7 separate regions of the Mus musculus genome follow, and all the other regions are linked to region 3. A link is a contact called in public HiChIP or PLAC-seq and promoter capture Hi-C data. All regions are on one chromosome and are shown on one strand. Each heading gives the region's core, a stretch centred on a gene start, on an enhancer-like site or on the middle of the called end of the contact. The rest is flanking DNA. Distances are from core to core; before and after follow the strand shown.

The links. Promoter capture Hi-C pulls out the DNA fragments that hold promoters and counts their contacts. HiChIP or PLAC-seq counts read pairs in DNA pulled down with a chosen protein or histone mark.
Region 1: a contact with region 3 is called in a promoter capture Hi-C map of pre-B cells, with 6 times the contacts expected there. The contact joins the promoter of Ubn1 here to the promoter of Crebbp in region 3. A contact is called at or near these places in 4 of 39 promoter capture datasets (cranial neural crest, erythroid cells, liver and 1 more), 3 of 484 Hi-C or Micro-C datasets (CD4 T cells, CD8 T cells and regulatory T cells) and 2 of 115 datasets of contacts at active chromatin or transcription factors (memory CD8 T cells and thymic regulatory T cells).
Region 2: an H3K27ac HiChIP or PLAC-seq map of thymic regulatory T cells shows a contact between it and region 3, with 4 times the contacts expected there. The contact joins the promoter of Nudt16l1 here to the promoter of Crebbp in region 3. A contact is called at or near these places in 3 of 39 promoter capture datasets (cranial neural crest, liver and pre-B cells) and 1 of 115 datasets of contacts at active chromatin or transcription factors (thymic regulatory T cells).
Region 4: a promoter capture Hi-C map of pre-B cells shows a contact between it and region 3, with 3 times the contacts expected there. The contact joins the promoter of Rogdi here to the promoter of Crebbp in region 3. A contact is called at or near these places in 2 of 39 promoter capture datasets (liver and pre-B cells) and 1 of 9 other capture datasets (liver).
Region 5: a promoter capture Hi-C map of pre-B cells shows a contact between it and region 3, with 4 times the contacts expected there. The contact joins the promoter of Nagpa here to the promoter of Crebbp in region 3. A contact is called at or near these places in 1 of 39 promoter capture datasets (pre-B cells), 1 of 484 Hi-C or Micro-C datasets (CD4 T cells) and 1 of 9 other capture datasets (liver).
Region 6: an H3K4me3 HiChIP or PLAC-seq map of bone marrow-derived macrophages shows a contact between it and region 3, with 5 times the contacts expected there. The contact joins the promoter of Anks3 here to the promoter of Crebbp in region 3. A contact is called at or near these places in 1 of 39 promoter capture datasets (pre-B cells), 2 of 484 Hi-C or Micro-C datasets (CD4 T cells and CD8 T cells), 3 of 115 datasets of contacts at active chromatin or transcription factors (bone marrow-derived macrophages, pancreatic cancer cells and thymic regulatory T cells) and 1 of 9 other capture datasets (liver).
Region 7: a promoter capture Hi-C map of pre-B cells shows a contact between it and region 3, with 3 times the contacts expected there. The contact joins the promoter of Mgrn1 here to the promoter of Crebbp in region 3. A contact is called at or near these places in 6 of 39 promoter capture datasets (cranial neural crest, embryonic stem cells, liver and 3 more), 5 of 484 Hi-C or Micro-C datasets (CD4 T cells, CD8 T cells, the G1E-ER4 cell line and 2 more), 6 of 115 datasets of contacts at active chromatin or transcription factors (embryonic forebrain, embryonic stem cells, memory CD8 T cells and 3 more) and 2 of 9 other capture datasets (adipose tissue and liver).

The regions. Positions count from the first base shown.
Region 1 is chr16:5,048,331-5,051,946 of GRCm38.p6, forward strand. It overlaps Ubn1 (ubinuclein 1), which reads left to right and starts at 1,727. Exons shown (of 19, transcript NM_026666.4): 1 at 1,727-2,451. Glyr1 (glyoxylate reductase 1 homolog (Arabidopsis)) reads right to left here and starts at 1,580. Exons shown (of 16, transcript NM_001079814.1): 1 at 1,476-1,580; 2 at 420-456. The coding sequence starts at 1,513.
Region 2 is chr16:4,937,133-4,940,522 of GRCm38.p6, forward strand. Nudt16l1 (nudix (nucleoside diphosphate linked moiety X)-type motif 16-like 1) reads left to right here and starts at 1,979. Exons shown (of 3, transcript NM_025839.4): 1 at 1,979-2,161; 2 at 2,246-2,506; 3 at 3,064-3,390. The coding sequence starts at 2,009. The coding sequence ends at 3,285. Mgrn1 (mahogunin, ring finger 1) reads left to right here. Exons shown (of 17, transcript NM_029657.4): 17 at 1-1,164. Gm16861 (predicted gene, 16861) reads right to left here and starts at 2,453. Exons shown (of 3, transcript NR_037666.1): 1 at 2,239-2,453; 2 at 1,736-2,032.
Region 3 is chr16:4,211,722-4,214,915 of GRCm38.p6, forward strand. It overlaps Crebbp (CREB binding protein), which reads right to left and starts at 1,683. Exons shown (of 31, transcript NM_001025432.1): 1 at 1,418-1,683. The coding sequence starts at 1,502.
Region 4 is chr16:5,011,708-5,014,918 of GRCm38.p6, forward strand. It overlaps Rogdi (rogdi homolog), which reads right to left and starts at 1,846. Exons shown (of 11, transcript NM_133185.2): 1 at 1,756-1,846; 2 at 1,596-1,667; 3 at 720-802; 4 at 534-588. The coding sequence starts at 1,800. Glyr1 (glyoxylate reductase 1 homolog (Arabidopsis)) reads right to left here. Exons shown (of 16, transcript NM_001079814.1): 16 at 2,195-3,211.
Region 5 is chr16:5,202,223-5,205,548 of GRCm38.p6, forward strand. Nagpa (N-acetylglucosamine-1-phosphodiester alpha-N-acetylglucosaminidase) reads right to left here and starts at 1,790. Exons shown (of 10, transcript NM_013796.3): 1 at 1,675-1,790; 2 at 1,119-1,577. The coding sequence starts at 1,760.
Region 6 is chr16:4,962,703-4,965,972 of GRCm38.p6, forward strand. It overlaps Anks3 (ankyrin repeat and sterile alpha motif domain containing 3), which reads right to left and starts at 1,535. Exons shown (of 17, transcript NM_028301.4): 1 at 1,418-1,535. It also overlaps 4930451G09Rik.
Region 7 is chr16:4,884,554-4,888,068 of GRCm38.p6, forward strand. Mgrn1 (mahogunin, ring finger 1) reads left to right here and starts at 1,547. Exons shown (of 17, transcript NM_029657.4): 1 at 1,547-1,920. The coding sequence starts at 1,833.

The sequences.
Region 1 (3,616 bases), core at 477-2,976, 840 kb after region 3:
ATGCCATCTTCTGCAGAGATGCACTGGAGCAGCACATATGGTAACAGGGGAAGAAGATTTAAACTTAGTTGGGACAAAAATACTTTAGCTTTTCACTAACCTACATTTAGACTTCCCTCTTCCTGGAGAATCTGTTTCTTCATCCTTAGATTTTAGCATGCTACATTTTGATTACAATTGATTTCCAAGATAAAAAACCAACCAATTTCACAAGCCCTCTGACTGAAGTGATTACCTCATATTTAAACACTCTGGTTTATGCTATAACTTTCAAAACCGACTGATAACTGGAGGCAAAACACTACATTTTATCAAAATGAGCCCATTTTAAGTCAGTGTTAGAGAATGGAGGAAATTCAACATGTTAACCCTCTCCCTTAGCTTCAACTACCTTCTTTTAAAACCAACAATGCACTCACCTTTCCTGGCCAGGGAGGATACCGGCCCAGTTTCCCCCTAGAGAAAATAATACAAACAGTCAGAACTTGCCCTGGAAAAGCCAGTCCATCTCCTTCAGCCCACTCAACAAGCAATCTATGCTTCTAACTCTAGGCTGAACAAAAGGGCCAGAACAAAAGCAGGCAAACCAGATGGGTCTTTCACAGCTGGGCTCAGGGCCCTCACATATTACATACAAAACTGTATATATATATATATGTGTGTGTGTGTGTGTGTGTGTGTGTGTGTGCCTGAGATCTGTGCACTCTTCCCGAGAAGGAACATAGAAAAACAAAACCATCAGGACGTCACTGGTCTGGTACCTCCCTGGGAGAGTGTTGGAAACTTCTCTCTGTAAACACAGACTTCCCTAAGACTGATTTAATTCACCCCATGATCGGCTTTCCTTTGACAAATGATCATGGAAACCTTCCTCTAGGTAGGGAAACTACGCAGTTCCAAGGAGACAATGGTCACTCTTGGTTTTGGCTGTTGCAGGGGACACAAGGAACAGAACGAGAGGCACTGGATCACCGCCTAGCCATCATTTGCAAAGGAGAAGTCACCCTCCCCTCGGTTTCTTCATGGGGCAGCGCCGGGCAGTCGGATTTCGCCACCTGGAACCAAGCCTCGAGCCCACGTCTGTCCCAACCGAACGCGGGTATGGACGGCTCTGTCTCTAGCAAGGTATCCTCTCCTGCTTTGAGAGGAGGTCCGGAGAGACCCTGGGACTCCACGCCACGCCAGAGTTCTCTGCAGTGGCAGCTGGAGCCAGAGTTCTAGAGCCGTAACCCTCCCCTGGGATGGCCTCAGGGTTCAGAGCAGGGACCGCCGCGGCCCCTCTCGGCCTCGGTCCCCCGGGGACCGGACAGCCTCTTCCGCTCAAGCGTCGTTCACACCGCGGCGGCACCTCCTCTTCCCCACTCTCCGCCGTCCGGAGTGCATAATAAAACTACTCCTGGGCCAGCTGGCAACCCTGCGACCAGGAAAAGCAGCTTCGCGCCGTCTTTCGTTCAGCGCTGGTCGCCAGGACTCACCACACCAAGTCGCCGAGCCGCAGACTCACAGCCGCCATCTTACCACCCAACCACCGCCGCCGCACGGGCAGCCGGGAACTTCAGGTCGCCGCGGCACCGCCCATTGGAGTTGGCCTGACCACGTGACGGGTGTTTGCTGTCATCCGCCTAGCGGATGCGCTGACGTCACCGCGCCGCGGCCGTCCATTGGACTGCTTGGAGGCACGTGACTTGAGCGCCGCGCTCTCAGCGCGTCGAAGCCCAGAGACTCCAAGCTCCCGCCTCCCCCCTCCCCTCCGGCTCGTGACAACGAAGCATCCGCGGTCCAAAGCAGCGGCGGCGGAGGCGGCGCGGCCGGACTAGCGCGAAAGGGAGCCGACTGTGCTGCCCGCTCGCTTCCGGGACTCTAGACTCATTTCCAGTCTTTCCCGCTGCTTCCGTTACGGCTGTTAGGCAGGCGCGGGCCCCGGGCCGTTGCCGAGCCTGAGGTCCCGGGCGGATAGGTGTTGGAGTCCGGTTGCTGCCCTGACTGACCCTGGCGCGGCCTGGAAGCCAGTCTCGGTCCCAGCCCGGGGCAGAAGAGGCCCCGGTTGCCCGCGAGCCCGCGCTCGGGGCGGGAGCTCCAGACTGCTGAGGAGCGCCCAGCTCGACAGTCGGCTTCCGGAGCGGCGTCCCCGCCAAGCGTCCTCGGCGTCGCCCGACTTGTTTTCTTGGACGTGGACTTGGCATATCTCGGCTCCCCCCGCTGGCTGACAAGAGAAAGCGGCAGTTTGTCGAGAGGCTTCCTTCCCGCGGGCTGGGGAGCCGGCCATGGGCCGCGGCGCGGGCCCTCCGCGCGCCCGCCTGCAGCGCTCGGGAGCGGGCCGCTGAGCCGCGCCGCAACCCGAGGGTCCCGGGCCGGCATGAGGACCACCACGGGGGGACGTCTACGGCCCGCGTCGGCTCTGGGGACAACGGTGAGCGCCGCGGTCTGGTCCAGCCTCCCGCGTTAGCCTTCGTAAGTAGTGTGACACTTTGCAAGAAGTTTTGACAGCTGGAAGACAGGTGACAGTAATGGGAACTGGTACCTGCCGAGGGGCAGGGCGGCTGCCCTAAGTTCCGTAGACCGAGTTGAAGCTCGACTTTGAGCAAGAAAAGTCTCACACCCAAGAAAAGGCGGCAGGAGTCTGTGTCAGGGTGGACTTAACTTACAGCTGTACTTTCTGAAGTCAACGCCTGCTCGGAAGGTGACGGGTTCACGCCCCTTTCCCCAAAGCAGTGTCCTTGTAGAGGCTTTGGTTGTCAATTGCTCTGAGAGATGGTGTGGTGGAGAAGCTGGGTGGTTGACCCCAGCTTGTTTTTTCTTTGGAAGAAGTACCACATTTTTCAAGGACTGTCATTTACATTGTGTGTTAATTAAACACGAACTGACCATTTAAAGTGTATTTAAGATTTCATAAAATTTGACAAATGTTCTTAATTTAGAAATTAGAGTTTTCCAGGAATTTAAGAATATTGTAATGACTTGTCTTTAAATGTAAATCTTTACAACTAAATTTAGAAACAATCCCATCAAAGTCAGGAATAGAACAAAGGATACATTGTCTAATGTCCTGTAATTCTAGTTAATGAAATAAGACAGGAGCCGAGTAGTGGTGGCACATGCACTCAGGAGGCAGAGGAAGGTGGATTTCTGAGTTCGAGGCCAGCCTGGTCTACAGAGTGAGGTTCCAGGACAGCCAGGGCTACACAGAGGAACCCTGTCTCAAGCAAACAAACAAACAAAAGAATGAAAGAAGACAGGAAACAAAAATAAATATAAAATAACCTGTCATTTTTGTAGGACTTTGCCTTTCAAAATAAAAAGGGAAAGCCATTAAATAGGGAAAGAAATTAATGAAAAAATTAGCATACAAGTTTTTCTGTTTTTTTTTTGGTAGTCAGTTCAAAAGTAAATTAGTTAAAAAGAATGTATTTATGATAACAAAAACATAAAACAGTCCCTAGGAATACCTGGAAATAGGCTTTTGCATAATATGTTTTTTGTTTTGTTTTGTTTTGTTTTGTTTTTCAAGACTTTCTGTGTGTAGCCCTGGCTGTCTTGGAGCTCCTTGTGGATCAGGCTGGGTTCCATCTTAGTGCTGGGACTAAAGATCTGTCCACCACCACAAACCCATAATCCC
Region 2 (3,390 bases), core at 729-3,228, 730 kb after region 3:
GGGTCCACAGTGAACCTTGATCAAATTGCACAGTGGGTTGTTCCTCCACACACCCTCCTTTTTTTACGGTCAATATATTTGTAAATGGTACAAGATGAAGGACAACAACTGTCTCCATGGGCCACGTGCCCTAGAAGGACTCTCCCCAACTGTCAAAGCTAATGCTTTGAGCACTTAGCAAACCAGCATAAGAGAATCTACCCATGGAATGTTCTGGAAGGTGGGCAGTCCAGGTTACAGTTGATGAAGGAAACAGTGCCTGTCTGCCTCTCATGTGTGACCCCAAGGCAGCCAGGCTGTCACTGCTGCTGTCACAGGCTGACACCTTACAGATGTCCTGACCATGGGTGACCCTCCTCGGAGCGTCCAGATCCCCTCCTGCTCTGCTCTATTACCTACTAGTGGTCCCTGGCAGCTGTGGGCAAGGCCTGGGTAGTCAGACTGTTAACACCACAGTCCTTAGCAGTGGTCAATGTCCAGTTCCCCCGCACAGGTCCTGCTTCACTCACATCCTCACCCGCTGCCAAGGTGGCGGTTTGTGCTTGCAGGGCAGCACTGCCCACCACCTGCCAGGGAGGAGCCTGAGCAGCTTCCATAGCAGATCCGTTGCCAGTTACCTGGCCTGTAAGCTTCTTACTGATTGATTGTCTAAGGCTCCTGTCAGAGCCCACCTAGAAGCAGGCTCCTAGTGATACTTTGTTTCCAAGGCAGAAGTGGCCCATGAGTGGCCCCAGAGCAGAGGTGCCCCAGGCAGTGCAGCTCCCTGGTGGGTTGGTAGAGGGACCTCAGCTTAAGGAACTGCCCTGCCACTCACCCAGGTGACAGCCTGTAGCAGTGCATGGAGACCCCTTTAGGCTCAGGGCTGCTCGAGCTCTGACTCTAACCCTGCTCCTTCCTAGCACAGCTCTGCACATCCATCTCTCTCTCTTGCTGAATGCACATATGTGCACACATGTCAGCATGTGCATGCTCACTCCCCCACTTCTCACCTGCCAACATCCTGGCCTCTGGCCGTGGCACTGGTGCCAGTACTTTGAAAGATGGGGTGCAGCCTACACACTTACCTGTCTCAGACTCACATGTACTATCATCTGATGTACTCTGATTGGCTAGTTTGGGTTCATTTTTACTGTATATTTATAGTAATAAAATCATGCAGCAATATTCTATGTGTGCCTTTGTTCTGGCACAGCACTATGTAGGCAGCAGCATTGTTGGCTTTTGGTGTAGTGACAGGACACTAGAGTGGTTTCTGGCAGAACTCCTGACAGGTTTTGTTGCTGCCTTCATTTGCTTGTGTGAGAGGGGCAGTGAGTGCCCCCTCCAAACATAGACAATGGTTTATTGCTATTTTGTTGCTTGCTGTGTCTGAAACTGGACTTGGAATTTGGCTCACCTCCACTGGGCAATTGATGAATCTTAGCCTCTAGGTGGGCAGGTGGTCCTAGTTCTTATACCCATCCCAACTCCTGTGATGTTTACTGAACATTAATCAATGTGCCAGAGAGGGGCAAAGCATAAGTAAGGCTTAGGTCCCCTGTCACTTGAGCTGGAGTCACTTAGACATTTAAGTTTTTTAAGGCATGATTTCATAGGCAGTGGAGCCACAAGCTCTGGGTGAAGCTCAGGGGAAAACCAGCCCCCTCATGGATGAGGTGGATATTGAGACTTCAGATGCCCTCTCAGGGATGTTCGGGACTGGAGACTGACACGTCTTGATAATCAGTGTACCTACCTGCTTAGGACAACCTGGTCTCCGTGCGGTGCGTCTTGGTAGCTGTAGTTTTCTGGTGGTTGTGGGGTCTCCTCTGCAACTTGGAGGGTGGCGAACTACATAACTCCACCCCCACCCCACCCCGCCTCCGCCAGGGTCTTTCCTGGGTTCAACCCCAGAAGCACAGGACTGGTGGAGGCGGGCTTTATGCACGTGGAAGCACGAGGATTGGGTCTGGTGTTGTGGGCGGGGTCGCGCATGCTCGTTTGGGCAGTGGGCCTGGAGCACATCAAGATGTCGACCACGACGGTTCCGGAGCTGAAACAGATCAGTCGGGAGGAAGCAATGCGCTTGGGGCCCGGCTGGAGTCATTCATGCCACGCCATGCTATACGCCGCCAACCCCGGGCAGCTTTTCGGACGTATCCCCATGCGTTTCTCAGTGCTGGTGAGGAGCTGGGCGGGCAAGCAGGGCGGATACAGGCTTGGGACGCCCAGTGGACCCCACGTCCTGACCAAGCTTACCTTGCAGATGCAGATGCGCTTCGACGGGCTGCTAGGCTTTCCCGGGGGTTTCGTGGACCGGCGCTTCTGGTCGCTGGAGGATGGCTTGAATCGGGTGCTGGGCCTGGGCCTGGGCGGCCTACGCCTTACCGAAGCTGATTACCTGAGTTCACACCTGACTGAGGGTCCACACCGTGTGGTGGCACATCTGTACGCACGGCAGCTGACATTGGAACAACTGCATGCTGTGGAGATCAGCGCTGTGCACTCACGGGACCACGGTCTGGAGGTGGGGCTACTGCCTGGGGCCCGCCCCCATTCCCACTCCTGAGGTTTGGCTCTGGCACCACAGAAGGCACCTTGGGTAACAAGTACCCCTCAGGGTCCTCACCCTGGCTATGCTGGGTGGGAAAAGGGACTTGGGATCTGGATCATGGGCTGTTTTCATTTGCCTTGTCTGCCATTGTCAATCCTGGGAGTGGGGCTTGGGGTCACTGGAAGGGATGAACAGGGCCTGCTTGGGAAATTGAGACCAAAAAGACCGGGTTGCATGCAGTGTTTGGGATTATCTCCTGAGAGGAAATTGGGGGATTTGTAGATTCTGTGGTCTAAGGGGCATGGAGTGAAACCAGGGATCATGGGGGTTGCTGCCAGACAGGGTGGGGAGTGCATAGGATTGACCTTGGAACTTGGAGAGAAGGCACTTTACTGCCACCAGCCTGGCCTGGCCAGACCCTGCCTGGGTCTCCCCTGTTTCTTTGGCAAACTGGTGGCTGACAGGCATCTCTGCCAGGGTCCTGCCTCTACAAGAAGAGCCCAGCCCCACTCATGCCCTCTGTCCCACAGGTCCTGGGCCTTGTACGGGTCCCACTGTACACACAGAAGGATCGAGTAGGCGGCTTTCCTAACTTTCTGAGCAACGCCTTCGTCAGCACTGCCAAATATCAACTTCTATTTGCCCTTAAGGTACTCAACATGATGCCCTCGGAAAAGCTGGCCGAGGCCTTGGCCTCAGCAACAGAGAAGCAGAAGAAGGCTCTAGAAAAGCTGCTCCCGCCCTCATCCTGAGGTGCTTCTTGTGCAGGTCCCTGCCCTCCCTTGGCTGTCTCTGCCCACAGGCCCTGGAATTCCCGAGACGCGTGCCTTCTAGTGTGTTTGCTTTTGCATCCCTTC
Region 3 (3,194 bases), core at 433-2,932:
TGAAGTCTTCCAGTTAGCAGTGTCAGAGGATAAACTTGAGGACAACACCTGCCTGGTATGATCTACATCTCACATGATTACAGTCTTCTGGCTCGAGCACAGCAACATTACTAAAGCAAGGGAGCTAGCTCTACTTTGCACAAGTGTGCTTAAACCACTGTTTCAACATTTTTCATCAATAAGATTTTTATGAAAATAAACATCAAACAACTTGTCATTTAAAAAGAAAAGTGACTTTTCCCTACCTACCTGTGAATTATTTATTTACTCCTTTCTACCACTCAACAAATTTTAAGTCAACAAAAATCTCCTGAAAAATGATGGAGGGAGAATACTCCCCTCTCATTTCTACATTAACATTCTCCTTTCATGACTGGATTTCAGGAGCACTTCAAACTGAAGCCGTGAAATCTAAGTTTTGTTTCAAAAGCAGAAATATTTTTAAATACACTTGTATAAAGTCACAGAGTTCCACAACTTGAACATCTGTATCTAGCGCCAATCTGCAGGCAGCAATGTAATTTGATTTGGACCCATTCATCAGAAACTGATTTTCAGATGCCGCTACAAGTACGTACTGGAAAAGTGCTAGCTGCGCTGAGCCGGCATTGTTCACAGCAGCATACGAGTTTATATTTCGAAGGAGAGCTTAAAAGGGGAAATACGAATAATTGGCAAGGTTATCAGAGCTGTCCAGAAGTACTCTGAATTACTGAATGAACAGGGAAGTCTTGGGTACCCGATCCGATCACCTAAGAAAGTTTGCACGGAAGCTATTTTGTGAGTTGGGGAAAAGATTTAAGATTATCTTGCTTTTCTCTTTCCCTGAAAGATTCAAAGTCCTTAATTTTTTAATTTTTCATCTCCAGTGTAAAACCATTCCAACCTCAAAGGCAGACTGGAGCCCAAATGGACTTTTAAAAGCCTGCTAGCTTCTTTTTAAGGTTACGTATGTAAATGAAAGACACCACAGCAACTTTGATGACAACTCGCACATGAGGTTTGGGGTTTTGGAGAAAAAAAAATACTAGGTGATCAAAAAAAAAAAAAAATCAAGACTTTCTAAATAACCACTAAGCGTTTTCCCAAGCAACACATTCCAAGAAACTTCTCCGTCGCAACTCGTCGCAACTAAGAAGGCAGCAGCTGTGTCCGCGACTGCACCGCCTAGAGTGGGGGGTCCGATCCTGAAAGCCCTCATTGCCTCTGGTCGCATTCTCTTACTCCAAACCTCCAAGGTCCCCTCCGCTGTCATCCCGGCCGGCCACGCGTGCGGACACTAGACCGCGCCCCCGCTTCACTTTTCCTCCCGACCAGGGAAGCGCATCCCAAGGCCCGGGACAGAGTCTCTGGCCACTGCGACCCTCAACCCCCTCCCTGCCCCGAACTCTGACAGCGAGCCTAGACCCAGCCTCACCTGTGTTGTCATTCGCGGAGAAGCCGGGCGAGCTGAGTTTGGCTCGTTTGGGGTTGGGCGGTCCGTCCAGCAAGTTCTCGGCCATCTTCACCTGCTCGCGGAAACAGCCCTGAGCGCGGGCGGCGCGACGCGGCCCGGACGGGGGTCGGGCCGGCGGCTGCGAGCAGGCGAGCCAGCGAGGAGCGAGCGCAGGAGCGCGGGCCGGGCCGCGGAGGGCGCAGGCCGGGTGGGGGAGGCGGCGGCCAAATCTCAGCCTCAGCAACAGCGCCCCGCAGCGCTCACCGCCCGCCCCCGGCCGCCGCCGCCGCCGGCCGCGGCCCCCTCATCCCCTGCCCGCCTCCCGAGCGCGACACTCCGCGGCCCGGGCACCCAAGCGGCCCGGCCGCCTCCGCGGGCCCGGCTGGCAGCGACGGCGCCCGGCCCCGCGGCTCAGGCGGCGCCCGGGAACATGGTGGTACCGCCGCCGCCTCGCCGCCACCCCCCCCCCCCGCGCGCCCCACTTAATGAATTCGCCCGCGGCCGGACGACCGGGGGGCTTTGGGCTCCGCCGCCCGCCCGCGGCCCGCCGCCGCCGTGAGGAAAAACAATGCGCCGAGCGGGGCCGCCGCCGCGCCGCGGCCCCCCCACCCCGTGCCGCCGCCGCCGCCGCCGCCGCCGCCGGGCTCCGGGAGGCCGAGACGAGAGGCGAGCGGGGCCGCCGGGGCGGGCGCCGAGGGCCGGGCGGAGCGGGCCGGCCAGGCGGAGCGGGGTGCGCGGGCGGTTGTGGGGCCCGGGACCGGCGGGGCCGAGTAGATCGCGCTCGAAGCCCCGGTCGGATCCGCGACAAGATGGCGGCTGTTGATTCCTCAATTAAAAAAAAAAAGAAAGTTTTTTTTCTTCTCTTTCCAGAGCCTGAACGGGGAGGGGGAGGGGGCGGGGCACGCTTGTACGTCACCCCCCCCGCGGCGTCACCACGCACGGCCCCCGCCCCGCCCCTCCACCTGCGCCGGCCGCGGCGGAAAGAGCCGAGCGCGCTCGGGTGGAAGGGTCGAAGGCACGGCGGCGATGCGTGAGGCGACGGGCTGCGGTGCTAGGCCCGGCCTGCGGGACGCCAAGTGCGCAGAGCAGACGGCCACTTTTGTTCTGACGCTGTCAGTAACGCGGCACGCGCGGGGAGGGCGCCCTGGGCTCGAGCCTAGACCCCCCCCCCCGCCAGGCTCGGAGTCAGCGCTGATCCGGGCCCAGCCCGTCCGGTCCCGCCCCGCCCCGGCAGCTCTGGCTCTTCGCAGCTCCTTGCTTGCGAGCCTCCAGGGTGACATCGGACTAAGAAGACGCCACCGCAACCTGCGCCTCTTCCCCGCGCCCTATGCTAGTAATGGCGAAGTGGCGCCTGCAGGTTACAGAGGGTCCTCGGGTCTGTGTGCAGATGGGGAAACTGAGGCAGGAAGGGGCAAAGCAACTTTCTCTAAGATCACTGAGGGAGAAAATGACAGGCCGAGAGTCCACCCCTTCCTTGTGCTTCCCAAGTTTGCAAGGGCACCGCAAGGCTCTTGAGCGCCCACTCCCAAGCCCAAAAACGATAGGGCCAGGTCCAATGTCCAACGCTGTCACCTGAAGGGAGAGGCTGTCAGCTCTACCTCCTGGATCTGAGATGGGCCCAGGTACCAAGACCAAGGGCTTCGATCTCCTAAGGGTACTCCTTACTTCGGACAACCACCCTGGCTTTGGCAGGTACCCAGAAAAATGTAGGATCACAGGGAGACCCTCTCACTTGGGTGTGCCACACACCTCCTCAAAA
Region 4 (3,211 bases), core at 596-3,095, 800 kb after region 3:
GCAGTGGGGGGATGGCTGAGGCCCTAGGCGCCTCAGCCAGCCAGGAGGGAGATAAAGAGGAATGTCAAGAAATAGGAACTCAGACCCAGGAAGAACCACAAAGTGGTGGTGGTGGTGGTGGTGGGGGGGGGGGCGAGAGAAGCTGAGAAAGGGGAAGAGCTGGACAGGAGGTAGTGGTGTAGTCTGAACCGTGGGGACGGGCTGTCCCCCAGGGCCTTTGAGGCCTTAGATCAGAGGGTGGTGGCTCATTCAACTTTGATGCGGGGCCAGCCTGCCTAGGCTTCCAAAGTTTGTATTTCACAGGGTCCAGATGCCAGGCTGAACTAAGTGTAATGCCATCAGGTTCTTGTCCTTCCCCTCCTGGGATCTAAAGCCTATCTCATGAGGTAGTGTGAGGGTTGCCTGTGACATTACAGACATACAAGGAAACAGGTCAGAGACAACAAGGGTCAGAGCCAGGGTCACAGAGCTAGCTGGTGGCAGAGCTAAGCCATCACCATCCTTGTCACCAGCTGGACTGTTGGGGGACTCACCGCTTGGCTGAGGGCATCCCCTTGCAGAGTCAGAGTCCCTTTCACCTGGTCTGTGCTGTAACACACACGAGTCAGAGGAGCGCCTGCTACTGCTCCCTCCCCTTGCAGGCTGCCCCACCGTACCCTGGGCATTTCCTCCCCCCAGGTGTACACCCCTTCCAAAGGCTCCTGCCCAACCCAGCTCACCCACAGCTGCCCAGGATGAAGTTCTCCTGCTTGGCAGGGCCCTCGGTGCTGGGGCCTGGGAGAGTGAAGCGGAGAGAGGCCTCCTGTGGAAGACAGCGCAGTCCCAACACCTCACCTCAGTCTGGCCAGTGTTCCATTCCAAGGCCTGGATACTTTGCCAGGTTAGCAGGGGAAGGGACGAGGAGGGCAGGCCTGACCTGGCCCCTCTGCCTCTGCCCTACTAAACCTCCAAGATTTTATGAGCTCAGACCCGTTCATTCCAGTCCTGAGTATATCATGAGCAGCCAGGTGGAACACAGAACAGAGAGGCACAGTGCCTAGAAAGCTGGAGTGCTGTGATATGTGTGGGGAGCAGAGTCCCCGAATCAGACAATCAGTAGTCACAGTAACAGGCTTTGCTAGGTTACTGTCCTAGGCATTCTGTGAGATAGTTTATTTATCTTCACAAACAGACGTGTGAGCCTGGTTAGGGTAAGGGAACAGGCTCAGAAATCCGGGTAACTTGGCTGAGATCACTTCAGAGCTCGGATTATCAGTGTTGTTTTGAGACTGTTTTGTTTGAGACAGTGTTTCACAATGGAGCCTAAGGCTGGCTTCTAACTCATGAACCTCTAGCCTCACTCTTCCGAGTGCTGAAATCACAAGCTTTCACCACTACCCTGCTTGCTCACAGATAAATGTCAGTTTCGAAGATAGTTCACACTCAAGACCTGGTGCCCACTGCTTGTGTAATTACATGCCAGCATGTCTGCGTCTGAACTGTACTCTCAGAAGTGGGTATCTGCACGGGTCACGCTCAGCATCTGCTGTGTGCGATTGGCAGGACCCGGTGGATAGGAAGGATGGCAGGCCGGGCGGGACCAGCGGGAGCGTTACCTTGAGGATGTCCTGCAGCTGTCTCAGCACGGCGTGCACCTCAGCGTGCAGTAACCAGCGAAACTCCTCCTCCTGCGGACAGCGCGGCGTCAAACCCATCCCATCCCCGCCGCCGGTCGGCTGGCCGCCCGCCGCCCCCTGCCCGCCGAGCGCGTCCCACCAGTACTGCCCGCTCCGCGGCGCTCGCAGCCATCGCGGTCGCCATCCTCCTAGCCGCGCACCGTCTCTGAGGTCTGTAGTCAGGAGCTTGGCGCGCAACGCCCGCCCCTTTTTCGCCTCCTCCCGTGACCGATTGGCAAATAGGGCACAAGCTCCGCCCTCAAGCCGGCTACGCCTCAAGCGACTGGCTGTAGCTTCTAGTCCTGGCTGGTGAGTGGCTAGACGGATAGGCCACGCCTCGCCTTCTATCCGCCCGCCTCAATCCCTGTTTTTCAGCAGGGACCCGGGCTTTGGCCACCACTGATTGGTCGGCGGGGCCGTCCATCAAGTTATTCCAGTATTGTCCGGCTAGATGGAGCCCGCCCAGGGTTCCACCGGGAAAGAATCAGGTGAGTTGGCTCCTACCTAGGTCCCCCTAGCATTTGGGTACAATGATACAGTTATGGTACCAAGAAATGTTTTATTTTTTTTTCTTGCAGTAGCTTTGTTAATTGCACAAAATCATGTTTTGTTTTTTTGCCATTTAAACATTATCACACAATCCTATTCTGAAAGACAAATGTTCATTAAAAACAAAGTGAAAATAAAAATTCACAACCGTAATCACCTAGATCTGTCATTTCAAGGAAAAGCGGGAGTAGGGGCTTTCTTACAAGCATTTCCACAGTGTCACATTTTCTCCATAAAAGGAAAGGGTTTCAAAATGAAAGGTGAAATAGCTTAAACAGAAATAGTCATAAAAAGGAACTTTACAGAATTGTCAACAATATTAAGACAACATTGACTAACCGGTTTTCTTACAGCATCTTCCCCACCCCCAGCCCCCAGGACCAAGACAGGCTGTGTCCAGACAGAAACTGTTCAGCATCCCAGTGAATGGACAATTGCACTGAACTCCACAAGCATCCCCTGCCCCGTGCCCATGTCCTGAGATCCTTATCCCAGATGGAAAAGTTAAATCGTGGCTTTGAAAATCCAAACTCATGAGGAGGAAGGCTTCCTCGGGTGATTCCTCTCGTGTGACATTCTAAGCCTCTCTGGTCCCCTCTTCAAGGAGAAATGCTTCAAGTCCCAAAAAACCCAGAACTTGGAACCACTGGCAGAAGTAAGGTTCCTCATCAAAAGCCCAGCCTAGGAAATGCTCATCTAGGAAATGCTTATTATTGGTGTTGATCAGGCTGGGGCTGGGTCAAAAGAGGATGGGACAGAAATATCTCCATGGAAGGAAAAGGGGAAGAGGGACATGCAGGGGACCTGTGTAGAGCAGGCTGAACAGGTAGCCCAGCTCAAGAGCCTGGCGTAATGGAAACAGGAAGGAGCCGCCCATACACTTCACTGCTCCCAAGGCCCTTACGGCCCCTTCCCTTGGGCTGGAATGCAAATCCAAATGAAACCTCCTGGGAGGAACAGGCTCAGGACAGAAGACTGTAGACTCTGCTCCCCCTGAAGAGGGGTCT
Region 5 (3,326 bases), core at 540-3,039, 990 kb after region 3:
CTTCCCACCACACATGTGAACCTGCGTTCAGATCCTCAGCACCCATGAGAAAGCTGGCTGGAACAGCACACACTGTAGCCTTAGTGCTGGGGTGGGGTGGACAGAGGGAAGCAGGAGGGCCCTGGGGTTTGCCGGCCAGCCAGGTTAACTGAACCAGTGATCTCTAGATTCAGATTTTGTGTTAGAAAATAAGATGGAGGAAAAGAGAATAGAAGACATTTGAAATCAAACTCTGGTCTCCCCTCAGGCACACACAGATGCACACACATTTAAAAAAAAAAAGTAGGAGGTGAGCAGGTCAGTGGACCATTGTAAAGGAGCAATAGGGGTACTGAGACAGTGATCATGACAACAAGTCTGGAAGGGAGTCCAAGAGAGGAGCAAGGGAGATGGCTGGAATGTAGAGAGGTTGAAGGACAGAGCCAGGGAAGAGAAACTGCAGGCGCTGGTCACTGGCAGAAGTTTTAGGATCTGTGAAAACCTAAGATCAACAGTGGTGACACTGGCTGATGTTGAAGGATGAAGAACCAGATACATGGGCAGGCCCAGAAATTGCAACCAAGGGCTGAGAAGAGTTGGGGAAAGCCCACTTCCCAGCCTTGGCAAAAAACGGAACCTTGGAAGAGAACTGGAACACCAGATGGCGCTACCTTCTACTCCTGCCTGCCTGCTGTCAACTCTGGCTGCTGTCAAATTTCAAGAAACACAGAAACTTCCAAAGGCTGCCCTCAACAAGCTCCTTGTCTAACCTGGATTTTTATCAGGACAGCAAAAGGCCTCCAGCTAGCTGTCTGGGACTGCTCCATAAACTCTACACTATTTCCAATTGGTTCCATGGCTTCGTTGAACACGAAATGTTTCTCTAATACTACACAAAGTTCACTAGGGCACAAACTGTGTTCAGGCTCACGGTCGCCTCCCCAAGTCCCCACACACGGCCTGATCACAGATTATTCAGTGGCACATGAATAAACTTAAAGGAAGGAAGGTGTCAGCGTCATTACTCGGAAGAAGAAAGACAGGAAGTTTGGTTAGGGACCTGGACTCGGAGGCATGGCTCTGAAAGAACATCAGAGACCCTTTGCCCTCTACAGCCCCGGGGCTCCCTGCCTCCTCACCCGGTGACTATGGTTCCATCGCGTCGGATACCGAACTGCGCGTTCTGCAGTCCCCCTGAGCTGCTCACCAGCCGCCCGTCGCTCACCACGTTCCCCAAGCACTCGCCAGTGCTCATGCGGAAGAAGCCACCGTTCTGAGCGATGCGGCAACCGGCCGGGACGGCTGTGTCCTCCACAGTAGCGCGGCGCTTCTGCGCGCAGCCCCCGGCTCCTCCGGGCTCCAGCACCGAGAAAGTGCGTAGGGGATCGGCGACCCGCGTCAGGTGGCCGGCCACCGCGCGCCCCTCGAAGTGCGACACGAAGGTGCGCACGGCCGCGTGGTGGCTGGCGCCGGGGTTCGTGGGTGGCGGAGGCCAGCTCTCCTGCTCTGGGCTACCTGAGCGCACCCGGGCGCAGTCTCGCGAGGGACGTCTGCGCGCTAGTGGGTAAGGCAGCAGCAGGTCATCGTCGCGGGAAACCCTGCAGGGACGGGGCGATCGTGAGGTCGGAGGGCTGTGCCTGAGAGCGCTCAGGAAAGGTGGACCCCAGCCAGGCTGGCCCCGGCGGCTGCACTCACCCGAAGCTTAGGCTGCACCACGCCACCCCGAGTAAGCCGAGCAGCGCGGGTATGAGGAACAGCCCGGGCCCCCTGGGCGCCGCCATATTGGATTGGTGCTCCGGTCACGTGGGCTCGCCCCACGTGATTCCAGGCCAGGCTGTTGGGTGCTTTGATTACGCATTCGAATTCCATCAGAGAGGGTAAGGCTGGAAGGGAGATAGATAGCTTTTTATTCTCATATTATGTCAAACTTACAGAAAATTGCAAGAACAGATGCTGGGCCTGTGTAAGTCTGTACAGAACTTGCTTCTCGTGCTTAAAGCCCTAGTTCCTTCTGTGTTGCACAAACCAGAAGTGGTGGCCCACGCCACAACCCCAGCATTCAGCAGAGGCAGGAGAATCGGAAGTTAAGAGGTTGGCTATTCTTGGCTAGTTAGTTAGTTTGAGACCAGTCTGGACTACTTGAGACTTTATCTGAAAGACAAGAAGAGGAAAAGGAGCCTAGGGGGTAAGAGGAGGAAAAGATGGAGGAGGAGGAAGAGGAACTTTTAAGAGTGAAGCTCGAGGCCAGCCTGGTCTACAGAGTGAGTTCCAGGACAGCCAGGGCTACACAGAGAAACCTTGTCTCGAAAAACAAAACAAACGAGAGAGAGAGAGAGAGAGAGAGAGAGAGAGAGGCTTGCAGCCCACTCGTGGTGGTGCACACCTTTCATCCTAGCATTTGCTAGACCTGTCTGACTGGATTAACTCTTGTGTTTTGGGTAGCTTGGTTTATCTTCGTTTTTGTTTAATTTTATTTTTGAAGCAGGGTCTCTGATTTATAGGTAGGCTGGCTTGAAATTCAGTGTGTAGACTGGTCTAGAGCCTCTTGCTTCTACCTAATCCCCAAGTGATGGGATTAAAGGCACAGGTCCCCAACCTGGCCCTGTTTTGGGTATCTTAGAATGACAGGTCTCCACTCTTTCCTCCTCTTGACCAGAAGAAACTAGTTTTCCTCTAGGATATAGGAACGACTGGCGAGATGGCACAGCACATAAATGAACTCGCTGTGCAACCTGAGATGAAGACCCTGAACCCATGGAGAGGAGGAAGAAGAGAATTGGCTGTAGAAAGTCTGATCTACATGTGTGCACCACTGCCTATGCACCCACTTGTATCTCACACACAGACCATAATAACTGACTGACTCAAGCTTTCAGGTGACAAGTGTCCTGTGTTATAGTAAGTCCCGAGCCTGGGATCCTCCTGGCGAGTGTCCCCTTGAAGCACGGCTTGTGCTTCAGTGCTGCCTGTCAGAGGCTGCTCTTCTTAGGGCTTACCCAAAGGCAGAGCCCAACGCAAAGTCCAGTTCCTGACCTCCTCAGGGGCATTGTCAATCTAGTAGGTGCCAGGGATTTGAATAGGTTTAAGCCCCTTTCTGTCTACAGTGAGCAGTGTGTGTGCTTGAAACCAGAGCCATGCTTCTTGGGGTCTGTGTGTGATCAGGCTCAGCCATCTGTACTGAGCCTTGTCCTTCCCAAAACTCATGGTCTTTGCAAGGCCTCAGAATGGGTTTCTTTGTATGTCTGGGTTTCTTAGGCACAATTTGTTTAGATGAGGTCATCCTAGAACTCAGGGGATTGCAAACCTAGTCTGACTGCTGTACTGAGAAGAGGCAGATACACACAGGG
Region 6 (3,270 bases), core at 285-2,784, 750 kb after region 3:
CAAGAGTAGAACAGCAGGGTGGGAAGACCCGGGCTTTGGCACTGAACCCACCTGGGTCCCATCTCGGGGTCAAGACCACCACAGGAGTGGCCTCAAGGATACAGAGCACCACAATATCCATACTCAAGAGTTCTGGTGAACCCAGAAGGAAGCCCGAAGGAAGTATGACCCAGAAGGTACTAATTCCCTCGAGGCCCTTAAACACTCTAGCATTATCCTGTGTTGGTGAAAGCTGGGCCTGGCAGCACAACTTCCAGACGAGGCAGAAGAGTCAAATCCCAAGCCTGCCTGGGCAACTTAGTGAGACTAAAATATTTTAAAAGTAGAAAGATGGGCTGGAGAGATGGCTCAGCAGTCAAGAGCACTGACTGCTCTTCTGAAGGTCCTGAGTTCAAATCCCAGCAACCACATGGCTCACAATCACCAGACAACTACAGTGTACTTAGATTAAAACAAATATGTTTTTAAAAAGTAGAAAGATTGTTGAGGATCTATCTCAGTGATAAGCACTATATATACACAACTTGCAAGGACATAAGTTTACTTTTAAAAGTTATAAAAAGGACAACATACAACAGTTTGCCAGTCTCACGATGAGTGATGTGTGTGGGCTGGTAAGGTGAAAACAAGGCCTGTATCCTGGAAACACCAGCTTCTCCTGCTGCAAGGCCTGCGCTCAAGTAGCACCTAACCTAGTCTGAACCAACAGAATGGACACGTGCTTCCCCAAACTGGAAACCATAGGCGGATTAGCAGAACCCTGGAAGAACTCACACCTGCAACTCCAGCTCTTGGGGGGCTGAGACAATAGGACCGCCTTTGAGTTCAAGGACAACCTGGGTAACATTAGATGCTTACACTAAAAACATCCAACCCGCCAGCGTAGTGGCACCGGCCTTTAATCTCAGCATCTGGGAGGTAGATCTCAGTGAGTCTGTGGCCAGCCTGGTCTACACAGTGAGACACGCCCACAATCTCAAAAAACCAACACCCCCAAAAAATCGATTCAAGTAAAATAAAAGTTTCTATGTCTTCTGCACCTCTCTCTCTCAGAATTTCAGTTGCAGCCCTGATAAGTTATTCTTAAAATTCTTAAATCTTAGTTTTAAAAAAAATTCTATTCTGGAGGCAACTGTCATTCCTCCAAGAGATCCATGAAGGCCTCGAGGGAGCCCCTGCAGCCCAAATGTACGACGCAGTTCCGACCCTAGCGGTCCCGGCGACTATGCACGACCGCAGGCTCCCGTGTGGCTCAGCAGTCTGGCCGACACCTCGCGTGACCCCTTAGTTTAGCACCACGGCGGCGGGCCCGTGTCCCCAAACCCTGCGACAGGCAAACGCCAGGGCTGCCCACCCGAGCAGACTCAGGGCGCCTTGGGCCCCACCTCTCAGAGGGCCCTGCCGCGGCCCGGCCTACCTTGCAAGGCCTCAGGTTCCCGGGCCACCCTCCAGCGACAGCGGCTCGCCCCTCACCGGCCGACAGCCCTGCGCCCGGCCCACCCCGGAAGTAATCCTCGCACGGCGCAGAGCATCCCGGGAAGGTGACGGACGTTCTGTTATTGACACGCCACAGCAGCCCATGAGATGGCAGATACCGGCCCATTCGCTCGGGAGCCAATCCTGAGGCAGAGAGGCAGGCGGCGAGTCGCCAGGCCGCCGTGGGTGGCCGTACTCAGCACGGGGACAAGGCAAGTGGGCGGGCGGAGCGGCTGAGGCAAGTGGGAGACCGCGGAAACCCACGCGACGATGGGTGGGTCCTGGCTGCGGGTGGCAGGGAATGAGACCCTCCCCTCGGCTCTAGCACGGACTGCCTCGTCCCGCTGCCTTCCAGTTCCCTTGACAACGACGCCTGGCGCGGGGCGGGGCGAGGCGGGGCCAACTGGCTTTGAGGAGAAACACTGAGCCGCTCGGTCTTCTGAGCTCCTCCATGCTCTTTCCTCTGCGGGTCAAGCCTTCCTTCAACCCTCCCCGCCTTGCACACCTAAAGGACGATCAGTCCTGGGCGGCCCCCTTCACTTCGGTGATTCTGTGTCCTACCGCCAAAGCCCCTGGTAGGAAACATCTTTTGGTGCGTATACCAAAAGCGTCTCCACCTGTGGTTCCCAATTCAGGACAGCCAAGCACCCGTCCTTGCTCAAATGCCCTAAGACCCCACTCACTCCTCTGACGCAGCTCTGGTTTGGCACCGTTAGCTGATCTGCTTGGTCCGCTTGCTAGGCCTTCACCCACAATCCTAAAGTCCCTCTGCCCCTGAGGACTGAACGTGTTTTCTTTAGGGTGAGATATAAAAGGTGGAGCTGAGCCAGCGACTGGATTATAGAGACTCATTTGAGTGATGACTAAAAAAAAAAATCTCTTGAATAATGGATCTTAAACCTCTAATTCTAAAGATTATTTTTAATTATATTAATGAATTAGTTTGTATTTTAATTATGTGTATGGGTGTGAAGGTGGGTATGTGTACTCCAGTGCAGATACGAGTGGACGCCAGAGACGGGCTCTCCCTGAGGTTAAAGTTGCAAGTAGTTGTGGTTTTGGAAACTGAATTGTGATCCTCTATGAGAGCAGTAGAGGACACCACCATCTTGTGCACTCATGACTGCACATACCCACACATACAGTCCTGCTACCAAGTGACATAAGTTTGCAGAACCAGAAGGAAATGGGTAGAAACTAGAATTTTTGCGGGTGCATTTTCATCTACAGCTGATCAAGGCTTTGGGAAGGCTACCAATGCTAGTTTCTCCTTGAACACCCAGACACTGCCACCTCACCTTGTGTGCTCCACAGGACTCCTTGATGATGACAGACGGTGTCCTTTGAGTCCTGGCCCCCATGACATCCAAAGACAAAGCAGTGATGTCCTTGCCAGTTTCTCCCTGGGATGCCATCCTTGAGGCTGCCAAAAACCAGCTTCCATCTCTGGATTCAGACTCGTCCCTGGTGAGCAAGAGCTTTCTCCTGGATATTAACTGCCAGCCTGGGCAAGGACAGCTTCGGGCACTCCTCTACAGACCCCACTTTGGTCTATGGACTTTATTTTCACTCATCAGTGTCTGGGATTACTTCTGGGTATCCACTTCTTCCAGGCTTCTCTCTGGGTTTGCCAGAACTCTTGAGTGTGGATATTAGTGCTCTGTATCTCCAAGGCCACTCCTCCTGTGGTCCTAACTCCCAGGTGGACTCGGTACCAAAGCCCTGGACTTCCCACCCTGCTGTTGGACTGCTCTCAACTCTGTTGGGTCCGGTCGGGTCCAGCTCCAAGCTCTG
Region 7 (3,515 bases), core at 297-2,796, 670 kb after region 3:
TGTAGCTTCTCATCTAACTTCTTGGCTGCCCTCTGCTGCTCCTTAGTTGAACTTTGGAGGACCTCTGGTGTCCTGGAGGGTCCCAACTAGGTCTCAACAACATGGTCTCGAGGGAAGTCTTGTCTCTGGTGAGTGGCACTAGCCCTTTATGGTTTGAATATTATTATATTCAATTACATATATTATTCCATCATTCAGCCATTTTGGCCACCTCCTCACACAGCTTTCAGCCTATCAATTCTTTTTGTTTTGTTTTTTCGAGACAGGGTTTCTCTGTATAGCCCGGGCTGTCCTGGAGCTCACTTTGTAGACCAGGCTGTCCTCGAACTCAGAAATCCGCCTGCCTCTGCCTCCCGAGTAAAGACGTGCGCCACCACGCCAGGCTTCAGCCTATCAATTCTTGATATTTTCTCTCTTCCTTCACCGGACTTTGGAGGATAGCAATAGGCCAAGTTGGCCTGAAAATTGATGTCCTCCGTACCTACGATGCAGCAACTCAGGATGGAGCCCATGATGCACATTTCTGCTGGCCAGCAGAAGAGGTTGGGGTGACGACAGACATGGCCCAGACCAGGCCGCACCGAGGCACACCCACCGCGCGAGGGTATTTTTTTGCTCACTTGAGGTCTTCACTTAAGGCCTATGCTTGTCACCTTATCTACAAGGGACAGGGGGAGGATCTTCAAGGACTTTGCATTCAGGTTTAGTATAGTTTGAACTATGGTGAAGTCACCACCTGATACTTCACTACCTGCTGGTCTCCCTAGCTGCTCTCCTGGAACAGCAGGTTCAAGATGGGAGGCACTTCTAAGAAACTCAACTCCTCTGAGAATCATAAAAACATACCCTGGCATCCTCAAAGCAGTGCGTGTGTGCGCGCGTGCGTGTGTGTGAGAGAAGCCAGGGCATAGCTTGTAAATTAATGTTGCAATCCGTATCCTGATTTTTCTGAACTTGCTTTTAGCATATTATTTGCCGTCTGCCCTGCTTTGTGCCTCAGTTTCCCTATGTGTCAAAGGGGGAGAAATCTGTCTTCTGAAAATTCCGTGTCCATTGTAAATGTTTCTGTGTAGCCCTAGCTGTCCTGGAACTCACTCTGTAGACCAGGCTGGCCTCGAACTCAGAAATCCGCCTGCCTCTGCCTCTGCTGGGATTAAAGGCGTGCGCTACCAAGCCCGGCTTTTTATTTATTTATTTATTTTTTAATGTTTTGACTTCTTGACCAAGGCTCCAAGGCTTGGTGGTTACCCAGTTGTCCTCTGGTTAAAGGTATTCCCTTTGCGGCTGAGGATGGGAGAAGAACCTCGGGAAGTGGGGGAGAGCTACTGTAGAATTGTCGACATTTTCAGACTTGGTTTACATGGGAGACGCTCGAAATTCTGAGGGTGTCTAAATGTAGACAGAAGATGAAGGGACTGAGGCATTCCGGTTTCAGTATCCAGCTGGGCAGCCGAGGTTAGCGTCGTGTGAAGGAGATAACCCCCTTAGCCGGAGCCTCTTGGTTCGACCCACTGTGGCTACTCACGTGAGAGGTGGTGGTGGTGGTGGTGGTGGTGGTGGTGGTGGTGGCAAGCTTGGGAAGCGTAGTACGCAGGCGCATTGGCTGCCTGGCCTGGACTCCATTTCCCCTGGAACTGCGGGGCGGGGGCGGGGGCGGGGCGCCGGGCCTAGGCCGGGGCGGCCGGGGGCGGGGGCTGTGGAGAGGTGCCGCGGCGGCGGCGGCGGTGGCGGCGGTGGGTACGCGTTGGTGCGGCCTGTTTTGGGCCATGTCCGTGTGAGGACGCCGCAGCCGACAACCTCTCCTCTCCGGCTGGCCGGTAGAAACGCGCACCATGGGCTCCATCCTGAGTCGCCGCATCGCGGGCGTAGAGGACATCGACATACAGGCCAACTCGGCCTATCGCTACCCTCCGAAGTCCGGTGAGCTTCCGAGGACGCGGACCGCGGAAGGGGGCTGGAACGGGGACTGGGGACTCCAGGAGGCCCGGGGATCAGACGCGCGAGCGCCCTGCCCTGTCGCGGACCCTCCTCCTGTGCCCCTTCCCGGTACCTGTGGAGTTTGAGGCGTGGCTGCGGCCCTGGCTAGCCCTGCTGGCCGCAGACGCACCTTGCGCGGCCTCTTTTTAACTGGTGACCTTGGGCCACTCACTTTGTGTATGCACCGATACTTGGCATCTCTGGGATCAGACTGCATTGGTAGTGAGGACACCCTCACCACCGACCCGGTGGTGCCGGCTTTGGAGGCATGAAGACCGGCCCTGGATTGTGACAACTCATTAGGATTTGGACCCAGGCTTTCCTCTTCCCGTGCGAGTGAGGGACACTGGTGTTTGACCTAGGGAGGTGATCGATAGGGAGGTGCTGGGTTCCATTGGAGGACAGGATAATGGTTTGAATGGTTAGAGAGAACTACTGACCTTTCCCTCTCATTCAGGGCAGACTCACTGGTAGATTATGGGAGCTGGATGGGGGCAGAGTTGGAACCAGCATCAGATATCAGATGTGGGATCCCAGAGGAGCCTTGCTCCTATTCTCATTCATAGTCTCTGCTCTCTCTCTCTCTCTCTCTCTCTCTCTCTCTCTCTCTGTCTGTCTCTCTCTCTCTCTCTCTCTCTCTGTGTATGTGTTTAAAATAAGGACAGTATGTCATGTAGCCCAGCATGGCTCCAACTCCTTATGAGAGTGACATTGAGCAAACACTGGTCCTCCTGCCTCTACCCTCCCAGTGTTGAGATTTGAAATGTGCACTTTGCCCTGTTTTATGAGGTGCTGGAGACTTGAACTCAGCGCACTGTGCATGGTAGTCAAGCATTATATTAACTTAGTCACATTCTTAGACCAGGCCTTTTTCTAAGACAAAAGTCCTGTTATATAGCTCTGGCTGGCCTGGTACTCAGTTCTCCAGCCTTAGGCTTCTGGTGCTGAGACTACAGGTGTGTCCTGCTACACACAGCAATGCCTGGTGCCTTGTCAGCTACATTTACTTCTACACAACTTCTTGGCGGGGTAGAACGCTGGGCCTTTAGATCCGGTTCTAAGTGTTGAATGTGATGTTTGGTCCTGAGGTGTTTTCAGACCAAGCCGGCCAGATTTCCTGTGTGGCTGAGAAGAGTCTGCCCCCATTAGTTGGACAGCTTATTAAATGTTTCGGGCTGTGCTTCTAGACTTTCTTTGCCCTAGGGATCTGCATTTTAAGCTAATTTTCTTTGGTGTGTTTGATGCCCACTCAAGTTTGAGATAGTATTCTGTTAGTGTGAAGATCTGGGAACTCCCAGGATGAAAGAACAGGAAACTGGCACTATTTAGTGACACTTTTCAGTGAATGGGATGGAATCACATGTCAGTGTAGGGAGACCTGCTTGCCTGTGTGCATTGCTAGTACAGGCTGCAGCTCCAGAGGTTTCCTTGGAGACTTGAAGGACTAGTGTGTGCACATCTGAGACAACAGTTGTTAACCCTCCACTGAGATTCTCCTTGTTTGTCTTCTGCTGAGTGACCTTGATTAAGTTTGCTTA